2 separate regions of the Callithrix jacchus genome follow, and region 2 is linked to region 1. The links are chromatin contacts, called in public Hi-C maps. All regions are on one chromosome and are shown on one strand. Each heading gives the region's core, a stretch centred on a gene start, on an enhancer-like site or on the middle of the called end of the contact. The rest is flanking DNA. Distances are from core to core; before and after follow the strand shown. Region 1 holds the start of SH3BP5 (SH3 domain binding protein 5). Region 2 has its middle 36 kb from the start of SH3BP5.

The links. Hi-C and Micro-C count contacts between places; a contact is called where the count stands out from the background.
Region 2: a contact with region 1 is called in a Hi-C map of skeletal muscle, with 2.5 times the contacts expected there. The contact joins the enhancer-like site here to the promoter of SH3BP5 in region 1. A contact is called at or near these places in 2 of 3 Hi-C or Micro-C datasets (induced pluripotent stem cells and skeletal muscle).

Annotation. Positions count from the first base shown.
Region 1 is chr17:54,145,508-54,150,967 of calJac240_pri, forward strand. SH3BP5 (SH3 domain binding protein 5) reads right to left here and starts at 3,056. Exons shown (of 9, transcript XM_035278189.3): 1 at 2,857-3,056; 2 at 229-291. The coding sequence starts at 2,886.
Region 2 is chr17:54,181,968-54,187,049 of calJac240_pri, forward strand. No RefSeq gene overlaps it. Among named protein-coding and RNA genes, the nearest start is that of SH3BP5, 36 kb to the left of the region's middle. Within about 2 kb of position 1,879, at least 2 of the 16 cell types and tissues checked have an H3K27ac peak or open chromatin away from gene starts, as enhancers often do.

The sequences.
Region 1 (5,460 bases), core at 1,806-4,305:
TTAGGCCCCATGGAGCTTCCATAATGAAAAACAACATGTGAAATCAGATCCACATGCGTTCCGCCCACAGGTTGAGCTCAGTGGTGTATTTTATTCTGTGAGACAGGGAGCTGTCGCTCAACTCGCAAGGAGGGGAGTCCAGCAATAACCCTCCAGTCAGAACACGAAATTAACCAGCTTTGTGCCGGTGTGACACCACTTCAAGAACAGGAACTCAGCTCTCTGTACCTCAAGTTCAGTCTCCCGTCTGTTGATATCATCCGTGGACTGATTTAACTTCTCCAGTTCTCCCTGGTGAAGAAAAGAGGGAGAAAAAAAGACTTAAGGGATCCATCTTTTGTTTCCAGTATAACTCAGTCCATAACCTGAAAAATTACCCCAGCCCAATTTGCAGGACAAATGAAGAACCAGTACTAATTCTTAAGGCAAACAGCTGAAGCTTGGCTAGAAAAGCAAATGAATGTCAGCATTTCTGAAACCATTTTCTTGACGGTGTCCCTTTTGAAAATGTCTTAAGGGACATTTGGAATTTGAGGTCAAATATTCCAGGTATGTGCCTTCAAGTAAACCCCACCTGTTACAAATGGCTTAATGGCCTAATCAAAACAGTACCATCTGCCTTGAGCAAGAACTTTGCTTAGAAAACAATAAAAGACAATAAGCAAGGCCAAGCCAAAAATATAAATCCAGTGAAATCAAGGGCAGAATTCTGGTATTAACTCATCAGAATTATTTTTCTGTAAAGGGTAAAAATCTTTTGACACTGCCAATTATTCAACCTACTTAGCTGGCTGTTTTAAACTAGCCTTAATTCTCTTCCTTTAAAAAAAAATTTACAAACTGACATTTTGTGAAAAACATCCAACATGAACTTAATTCGTCTTTACTATGCAAACAAAGGATCTTGCTAACATAATTCCACACCAATAACATGCGATTTATTCCAAACCAATTATTTTAATTACAGCATTCCTAATGCAAGGATTTTTTCCCCACCTGATCTTTATGTTGCTAACCTGACAATTCATTTAAACCCCAACCACTGAGTTAAGTGAGCTTGTAAATTGATCTGCGCACCAAAAAGCAATTAAGGATCCAGAAATTACAGAGCATTTTTAAAATCCATTTTTAAAAAATGATTTATTGAAAGGGTTGGGGAAAACGGGTCTTGGAAAGGGATTTGCTCTGCTTTTTGTTTAGGGGTGAAGAGGTTAAACTGTCACTCCTAGATCTCTCTTGGAAATGGAGGCACAGAAAGCCAGCCCAATCCCCTCGCCGCCTCCACGCATCAGCTTTGCGCAGCAGTTGTCCCTGATTTCTGTTCATGCCCAACCTCACAACAAGGGAAAGCAGGGTTTTAAGCAATTTCAGGCCAGACAGAACGTTGCACCGGTGGTGACAATAAGCCGCTGAGTTCGCTAACAATGAATCAGAGAAGGAAAACGGCTCAGGCCGAGCACCTCCGGCAGGTGAGGACGCTGCACCGGGGCACTGGGGCCAGCCCACGCCGCAGGGGCGGGCAACGCCCACCCGCCCACGGTGCCCGCCGCCCACGCAGGCGACCCCTCCTCGCAGAGCGTGGAGGCCGTGCCATCCCCGCGGCGCCGTGGCCGGGCCAGGGGCACCCCGAGGATAGCAGGGCGCCCCCGCCCCCTTTTTCCCTTTGTTGCACAACAGCCCAAACCACTAGGCACTCTGCGGCGACCCCGATCCTGCTAGGGGTCTGCGGGGGGCTGCCCGCAATAGAGTCAGGCCGCATCCACGCGGGCATTGCAGCCTTCATTGTGGAGACGATGAAATGGAGTATACAGACCCTCTCTTGCCACCAGAGCTACGCGGTCGCCAGTCCCCGGACCACAGTCACTGGGGGCTGCGAAGTGGGTGTCCGCTTAGACGCCGACTCCGCAGCATCCCCGGCGAAGCCCGGATGCGGGGCGACTCCGCGCGCCCTACCTGGATCCGGGGGTCCACCTCTTCTTCCTCCTCCAGCCCCTGCTCCATCCCCTCTTCCTCCTCCTCCTCTTCTTCCTCGTCCCGGGCAGGCGGCAGAAGCTCGGCTGGCTCCTCCGAGCGGCTCCGCTTCAGCGCCGCGTCCATGCGGGCAGCCGGCACGCGCGCAGCGCACTGGGTTCCGGAGCGCCCCGGGAATCGCAGCCGCCACAGGCTCGGCTGGAGCCGCCTTGCCACAGCCGGGCACTGTCGGGGAGCCGCGGGAGCCGACACCCGGGAGACGCAGCTCGCCGATGCGGATCGCTCCGGCCGCAGCGGAGCAGAGGAAATGGGCGCGGCCGCCCCCTTTCTGCAGCGGCCGTCAGCGCAGCGCCCGCTCCGCCCCCGTCCCGCCCCGGCCGCGCGTTCCCCGGCCAGTCCCAGCTACCCAGGTCTCCGTCACAAAACCCCAGCTCCCTCCACATCTCCGAGGTGGCAAAATAGGAGAGCACCCACCCCCTTGTCACTTAGCAGCCCGGATATATCTCAACTACGCAACGCAAGCCTCCGGCTTTCGGGAGTCCCCTTCTCCCTCCCTCCCCCGAGGCGCGTTGAGTGTGCGGTGGGAATGTGGGGTGCTTTCACGCTGAAGTCGCTTTCAGAAACCTGCGCTCAGTGACCCTCAACCAGTAAAAAGACTTGCCGAACCCCTGTACTTACCAAACCACATTCCTCCCCTTGGGCAACCCTTGGGAATGGGGCCTCCTCAAAGATTTCCCCAGAAAAGGAAACTAAAATGTGTGCTCACGTAGACGCAGGAGTGCAGAGAGGAGAACCAGCTGCAGTTCCGTGCGCAACTGCATGGCCGAAGGCTGCGGCCCCTCTGGGCGCGCCCCATACCCAAACACAGAGGTGCCGCGGTCCTACCTGAATACCGAGGCAGCATGGAGAATGCATTGAGCTGGGATGCCAGTGGGCTGACACAGCCTTTTTAAGGAGGTGGCAAGTGCAACCGCTGTTGATGGGCACGCTCTGGCCAGGAATTTGTGAATTAGTGAGACTTTCTGCCCACCATCAACGAGTAGGGAGGTCAAGCTTGCCTGGCAGACACAGCACCCGACAAAGCCAAACTGAAGGGGCACGCTTCTGCTTTTATGTCAGGGCCACTGTGATGTCAGGGGAACACGAAGAATGACCTTGGCAAAGCAGGTGAGCACATGGCTGCCAACGTCTCCCTCCCTCCAGAAATGCAGAACGTTCTCATGTTCTCGAGGGAGGCCTGTGGCCCATCCGCTTAAACAAAATTGTCCACCAGTTGTCCAAAATTTGTGGACAATTTTGCTTAAGAAAGGGGCTTCTTTCTGAGAACCTGTCATCAAAGCCACCTTATAACACCTGTGTCTAGTATGACGTGGTGGCTCATATCTGTAATACCAGCTCTTTGAGAGGCCAGGACGCAAGGATCACTTGAGGACAGGAGTTCAAGACCAGCCTGAGCAATACAGCTAGACCCCCCCCCCCCCCCCCGCTTCTCAAAATAAATAAATAAATTTGCTTCTGGTGGTTTTGTCAGAAACTAGGCTAGAGGGTTACTCCTTGGGCAAGGCACCACCCCATACCCCGCTGGCACTATAGTCCATTGTCTCCTGGAGGTAGTGCCATGGTTTGTTTCTAAAAAGGTCAGACCTGTTCATTGCTCTTTAAATCAAGGATGAGTCAGCGTTTGAAACGCCTGTGAGAGGCGTTTCAAAGCTCCTTGCTAAAGTATAGTTGCTTTTGGTTTTCCAATGATAGATGAAGCCAGGGACAAGATAGCCATAGGCGTCACTTTGTGACACATGAGCCACCAGTGTTCCCTGGTGGCTTTGAATTGACCCTCCAACTGGCAGGTACTTCCTAGCTCTGAATAAAGTGAGAGGGTTTGAAATAAAACAGAGAACCGTGGGGTCAGCCCTGACCATGAGAAATGCATCTCAGCTGGCAGCACTCCGTCCTCTCCATTCTCATCAGCTGGCAGCACCCCGTCCTCTCCATTCTAATCAGCTGGCAGCACCCCGTCCTCTCCATTCTCATCAGCTGGCAGCACCCCGTGCTCTCCATTCTCATCAGCTGGTAGCACCCCGTCCTCTCCATTCTCATCAGCAAACTCCGAAGTACATTTCTGCTTAAGCTTAGACCAACATAATGGTTCAAAATGTACCTATGAGACATAGCCCAGCTGCCTAAGAACATCAGTTCAGACTTTCGTCATCTTATTTTTTGGAGATCTGGGCCAGCTATAGTGCTAATCCCAGTAGTGTTTCTAAAGTTAAAATAAGAAAAATAACCAGTCGACCTTCCGTAGCCTCTTGAGTTCCACATATGTAAATTCAACTAACCAAAGACAGAAAATATTTGGGGGAAAAAAACACAACAATTTTTTAAATCTATATTTAAAAATACATGGCCAAGCATGGTGGCTCACACCTGTAATCCTAGCATTTTGAGAGGCTGAGGCAGGAGGATCACTTGAGGCTGGGAGTTCAAGACCAACCTGGGCAACAAAGTGAGACTGCCTCTTTCTCTAGAAAAAAAAAAAATACAGTATGTAACAACTATGTACCTATTTGCATTACATTAGGTATTGCAGGTAAGAAATCTAGAGATGATTTAAAGTATACAGAAGGAGCTGCCCGTGGTGGCTCATACCTGTAATCTCAACACTTTGGGAAGCCAAGGCATGTGGGTTGCTTGAGCTCAGGAGTTCAAGACCAGCCTGGGCAACATGGGGAAACACTAGCTCTGCAGAAACTACTGAAAATTAGCCAAATGTGGTGGCTCATGCCTGTAGTCCCAGCTATTTGGGAGACTGAAATCGGAAGACTGCTTGAGCCCAGGAGGCAGAGGTTGCAGTGAGCTGAGATTGCACCACTGCCCTCCAGCTTGGGTGACAGCAAGACCAGTCTCAAAATAAATAAATATATAAATAATAACAAAGTATACAGAAGGGGACAGACATGGTGGCTGATGCCTGTAATCTGTCTTTTGGGAGGCCAAGGCAGAAGGGAGGATTGCTTGAGGCCAGGAGTTTGAGACCAGCATGGGCAACAAAGCAAGACCTTTTAAATTTTGTAATTTAAAATAAAATTTATTTATTTATTTGTAAATAAAATTTTTTTTAATTAGCAGGGCATGGTAGCACATGCCTGTAGTCCCAGCTACTCTAGAGGCTGAGGTAGATCACTTGAGCCCTGGAAGTCAAGGCTGCAGTGACCCTGATCATGCCACTGCACTCCAGCCTGGATGATAGAGCAAGACCCTATCTCAAAAAAAACACTTTTCTAATGAAAAAAAAAGTATACAGGAGGCTGTATACAGGTTATATGTAAACACTGCCATTTTCTACCAGGGACATGAGCATCTCAGATTTTAGCATTACAGGGGTCCAGAAACCAATCCCCCTGGGATATCAAGGACAACTGCATATATTCCCTACTGGCACATATATAATGCACGTAAGTGCACATCGAAAGGCCTGGAAGGATTTACACC
Region 2 (5,082 bases), core at 629-3,128, 35 kb after region 1:
TTTTTAAATCAACAAATGTAAAATTTGAAGGAAAAAAAAGGAAGCCTCCTACCTCCTCCAGGCTGCTGCATACTAAATACGCAGCTTCAGGCAAGACTCTGCCTCCAGTAAGGAGTTCAGATGAACAAGGATTCCATTTTGTTTCCCCTCAGACACACTTTGTCATCACTTAAAGCCTATCCGTTTTCTAACCTTTCTCCAAATCCTTTTGGGGATGACTCATTCTGTGAAGTGAGCTTGTCGGGAGTTTTCCATCATGTTCCTTTGTGTTGATTATTTTCATAATTTTTTCATTGTTGAGACTTTATCTTCCCTGACATGCAATTTCCTTATTGTCCTTATAGGACAGACCTCTCTCTTCTTTGCCCAAAGAGGGCTGAGCAAGTGTCCAAGCTCCTCCCTTCTGTTGTTCATTTTTCTCTTTTTCTTTTTCTTTTTATGGAGAACAGGGTCTCACTGCAACCTCCACCTCCTGGGCGTAAGCAGTCCTCCCACCTCAGCCTCCCAAATAGCTGGGACTACAGGCATGTGCCTCCATGTCCAGCCAATTTTTGTATTGTTTGTAGAGACAGGGTTTTGCATGTTGCCCAGGCTGGTCTCAGGCTCCTGGGCTCAAGCAAACCTTCTGCCTTTGCCTCCCTAAATGTTGGGATTACAGGAATGAGCCACTGCACCCCCCCTTCTCTTCTGTTTGAGTTTGATCTACCTCTGTAAATTTAGGCTATGGAGCTGGGGAAAGAGAATGGATTTTTGAGTCATGCAGACCGCTTTCAGTCCTAGCTCTCCTACTGACTAGATAACACTAGGCCAACCATGTAACCTCTCCCAGTCTTAATATACTCATCGATGAAAAGCAGAACAACCATTTCCCAGGCTGCTGTGAAAACGGAAGGAGGTGAGGTATGTAGAAGCATCTTAATTAGTATCTGACACAGAGAAAATAATCAGTGTAAATTTTTGCTTCCTTTTAAGAGAAAGGAAGTAAAGTTCTGTGGTCTACAAACTAAGGGTGGCGTTGATGCCCACTGAAGAGCCACTCATGAGGAAATGTGCAGATAGCCACTCCCCACTGGAGAGTATGGTCTTGACTTTTGCCTCAGTATCTCCAGCTCCTACCCATCATAGGATGTAGCACAAAGTGGGAATCCACCAATTGTCTATTGGATGAATAAATGAATACATGAATGAGTGAAAACATTTCTCTAGACTAGCAAAGGATCTGAGATAAGTTACGTCAAAGGAATCAAACAGGCCGTAATATGTGAAACTTACCTCCATGAATCTATCTGATCCCCACACCTCTGACACTGTATAATAGTTTGTCATGAAAGTCTGCCATACTGAGGGAGGGGGTCATGCACGAGAGCAGCACTGGCCTTGAGAAATTCAAGCATACCATAATGCAAGAGCAGGTGGGCTGAGCAGATCACTTGCATGTAGGAGTTAATTGTTAGGGCAGTCAGGAGTTAGCAAGGAAGGCATGAGAGGGGTTGCCCTGTAATTACTATTGTCTCAGCATAAATGATTTTTTTCTGGCAAGTAATTGCTGTGTATCGGGTTGCAGCGATAGGTTCTGACGGTGGAGATGTCTTTGAGGAATGACTTCGATGAGTAAGCACAGCCTGGCATCACCAGATGGTTCGCTGCGGCTCGCCGTCTCTGGCCTCAGCGGTAGCCTCCTAGCCAGACCCCTGCTTCCACACTTGCTTCGTCACAGTCCAGTCTGGTAGCAACGAAAATTGACGCTAGATGTCTAAACAAAATGGGAACTTACTGGAAAGATTTAGAGACTCAGCATTCCAGGAGAAACTGGCATGAGCAAGCCAAGGAAGTAAGGAAACGCAGGGCAGAGTAGGTGAACCATGGGGGATCTAAAGGCATGCCAAGAACATTTGCAGGAGCAGGAAACCCATCCCTGTGTTTCCCAGGCACGCTAGGTGGGCCCCTGCCTCCTCTCTTCCGTTCCTTTCAGAGTTGAGAAAGGGCAAACTTGTCTAAAGCAGCATATCCATGGATTAAGGAAGTAGCACCGTTTCCTCTGCCAGCTCTGCTTGCTGAAAGATGAGGAGGTGACGATAACATCTTCGTCATCTACCTACAAAGGTCATGATCGAGTCTAGGCCTTGCCTGGAATACTGGGGGATAAGACTAGGTTAGACTTGGCAGTAAAGCAGGTGCCACAAACTCACATGCTGTAGGGACCAGCGGGGTCAGGGAATAGGTGCAGCCAGCTGGGTGAAAAACAATACAGCATGACGATGCCTGTGCTGAAGTGGAGAGCCAGCCTACAGAAGGCATCAAATCCTAAACATTTGTGATATGATAATGTGGTTTTACTTTTTTTTTTTGAGACAAGGTGTCACTCTGTCACCCAGCCTTGAACGTAATGGCACAATCACAGCTCGCTGCAGCCTCAAGCATGCCCCTGCCTCAGCCCCCTGAGAAGCTAGGACTACAGGCACACAGTATGACACCTGGCTAAATTATTTTATTTTTTTGTAGAGGTGAGGTCTCCCTATGTTGCGTAGGCTGGTCTCAAATTCCTGAGCTCAAGTGATCCTCCCACTTAACCTCCCAAAGTGTTGGGATTACAGACATGAGCCACCACGCCTGGCCTGGTTTTACTTCTTTAATGTATTAACAGAATGGATTCGTTGGTGAATTTCCCAATTTTGAATCAGCCTCTAGTGGTGTGCTATAGCTGGCTCTTACCAGGTGACAGCCAATTATTAAATTTTCAGGAACTTTTTAAAGTCATTGATGTCATGCTGGTAGCTTAAAATTGGCTGTGATGGGAGTGTTTACGCCATGGGAACTGGCAAATGCTATAAATTGGGGCTGTTTTCTTCCTTCTCAGAGAGCTAGTTGTGAATCCAGCATGCTACTGCTTGTACTCCTGGAATAAACTGTGCTTGATCTTGTTGTATTATTTTTTCATTGCTGTATTTTACAGCAATATGTTACTGTAATTACTGTGTTACATTGTTCGCCAGCTTTATTTCTTAAAGCCTTTCCTAATTTTCGTATGGTCCAGTTTAAGTCTCTGCTTCTTAATTACCTAGGGAGTATTGTAAAATGCAGATGCCTATGCCATGTACCTGACGGATAATCAGAACCTCTGAAGCTGGAACCCAAATACTAGTACTTTTTAAACACTCCATAGGTGATTCCCGTGTACAGCCAGGGTTGAGAACTAGTGGCCTAGGCCAGTGCTTGTCAAACATCAACGTGCGCGCAGATCATCTAGGGATCCTGTTAGTATGCAGAGTCTAATTTAGTAGGTCTGGGGCGAGCCTGAGATTCTGCATTTCCAACAAGTTCCCAGCGATGCCACTGCTGCTGCTGGTCCATGGACCACAACTGGGGTAGCAAGGATTTCAGTTAACACTGTAATTATCCATGCTTTAAAGGTACATCAAACTCAGCTATTCAGCCATTTCATCCTGGTACTTTTTTTAGCATCCAATCTTATTACACCTTTCCATCTCTTATGTAGAACTTAGTCTTTTTAAATTTTCCTCTGTCAATTCTGGTATTATATGTTTTGTAAGAAATCTGTTTCTCTTGGTTTTCAAATATGCTGTCAGAGTGATATTCAGTAACTTCTTACTATTCTTTTAAATTCTCTCACATCTGCAATTTTTAAGCGTTCAAATTCAAATTTCAAAAAAATATTTGTCAGGTGCAGTGGCTCACACCTGTAATCCCAACACTTTGGGAGGCTGAGGTGGGCAGACTGCTTGAGCCCAAAAGTTGGAGACCAGCCTGGACAACATGGCAAAACCTCATCTCTACCAAAAAATGCAAAACATTAGCCGGGTGCAGTGGCACCGGCTTGCCAGTAGTAGTCCCAGTTACTTGGGAGGCTGAGATGGGAGGATTGCTTAAGCCCAGAAGGTCAAGTTGCAGTGAGCCAAGGTCACACCACTGCACTCTACCCTGAGCAACAGTGAGACCCTGCCTCTTAAAAAAAAAAAAGGAAATTGGCCGGGCATGGTGGCTCATGCCTATAATTTCAAACTTTGGGAGGCTGAGGCGGGCAGATCACCTGAGGTCAGGAGTTTGAGACCAGCCTGACCAACAGGGAGAAACCCGATCTCTACAAAAAATACAAAATTAGCTGAGCATGGTGGCACATGCCTATAATCCCAGCTACTCCAGAGGCTGAGGCAGGAGAATCACTTGAACCCAGGAGGCAAAGGTTGCGGTGAGCTGAGATCACACCACTGCACTCCAACCTGGGTAACAAGACCAAAACTCCATCTAAAAAAACAAAAGAAAGAAAGAAATTAAGTCAACCAAACCAAATATCTGTGGGCCAACTGTCCCACAGATACTTATTTTTTTTTCCACTGGCTCTAGGTTCCAGCAGGGTTCAGTTTCTGGTGAGGACTCCCTGCCTGGCTTGCAGATGGCCACCTTCTCACTATTTCCTCACATGGCATTTCTTCTGAATGCACGAGCAGGGAAAGATCTCGTGTCTCTTCTACTTTTTGTTTTTGTTTGAGACGGAGTCTCGCTCTGTTGCCCAGGCTGGAATGCAGTGGCGCAATCTTGGCTCACTGCAACCTCCGCCTCCTATGTTCAAGTGATTCTCCTGCCTCCGCCTCCTGAGTAGCTGGGATTACAGGTGCCCGCCACCATGCCTACCACCACACTCAACTAATTTTTTAATTTAGTAGAGACACTGGTCCACCATATCAGCCAGGCTGGTCTCAAACTGCTGACCTCAAGTGATCTGCTCACCTTGGCCTCCCAAAGTGCTGGGATTACAGGTGTGAGCCACTGTGCCTGACCCCTTCCACTCTGGTAGGACACTACTCCTACCAGATCAGGGCCCATCCTTGTGACTTCATCTCATTTGACCTTAATTACTTCCTTCAAAGCCTTATTTCCAGATACGGCCACACTGGGGGTTAGGGCTTCACCATGTGAATTTGGCTAGGGGGGTGGGCGGTGACAAACATTCAGTCAATGACCTTCAATTACAGCAGTTATTTCACCTGCTGTTAAGTTGTTGCTGACTCCAGAAGACTCTTTACTACAGAGCTAATCCCGGAATCCTTTCAGAGCTGGACTATG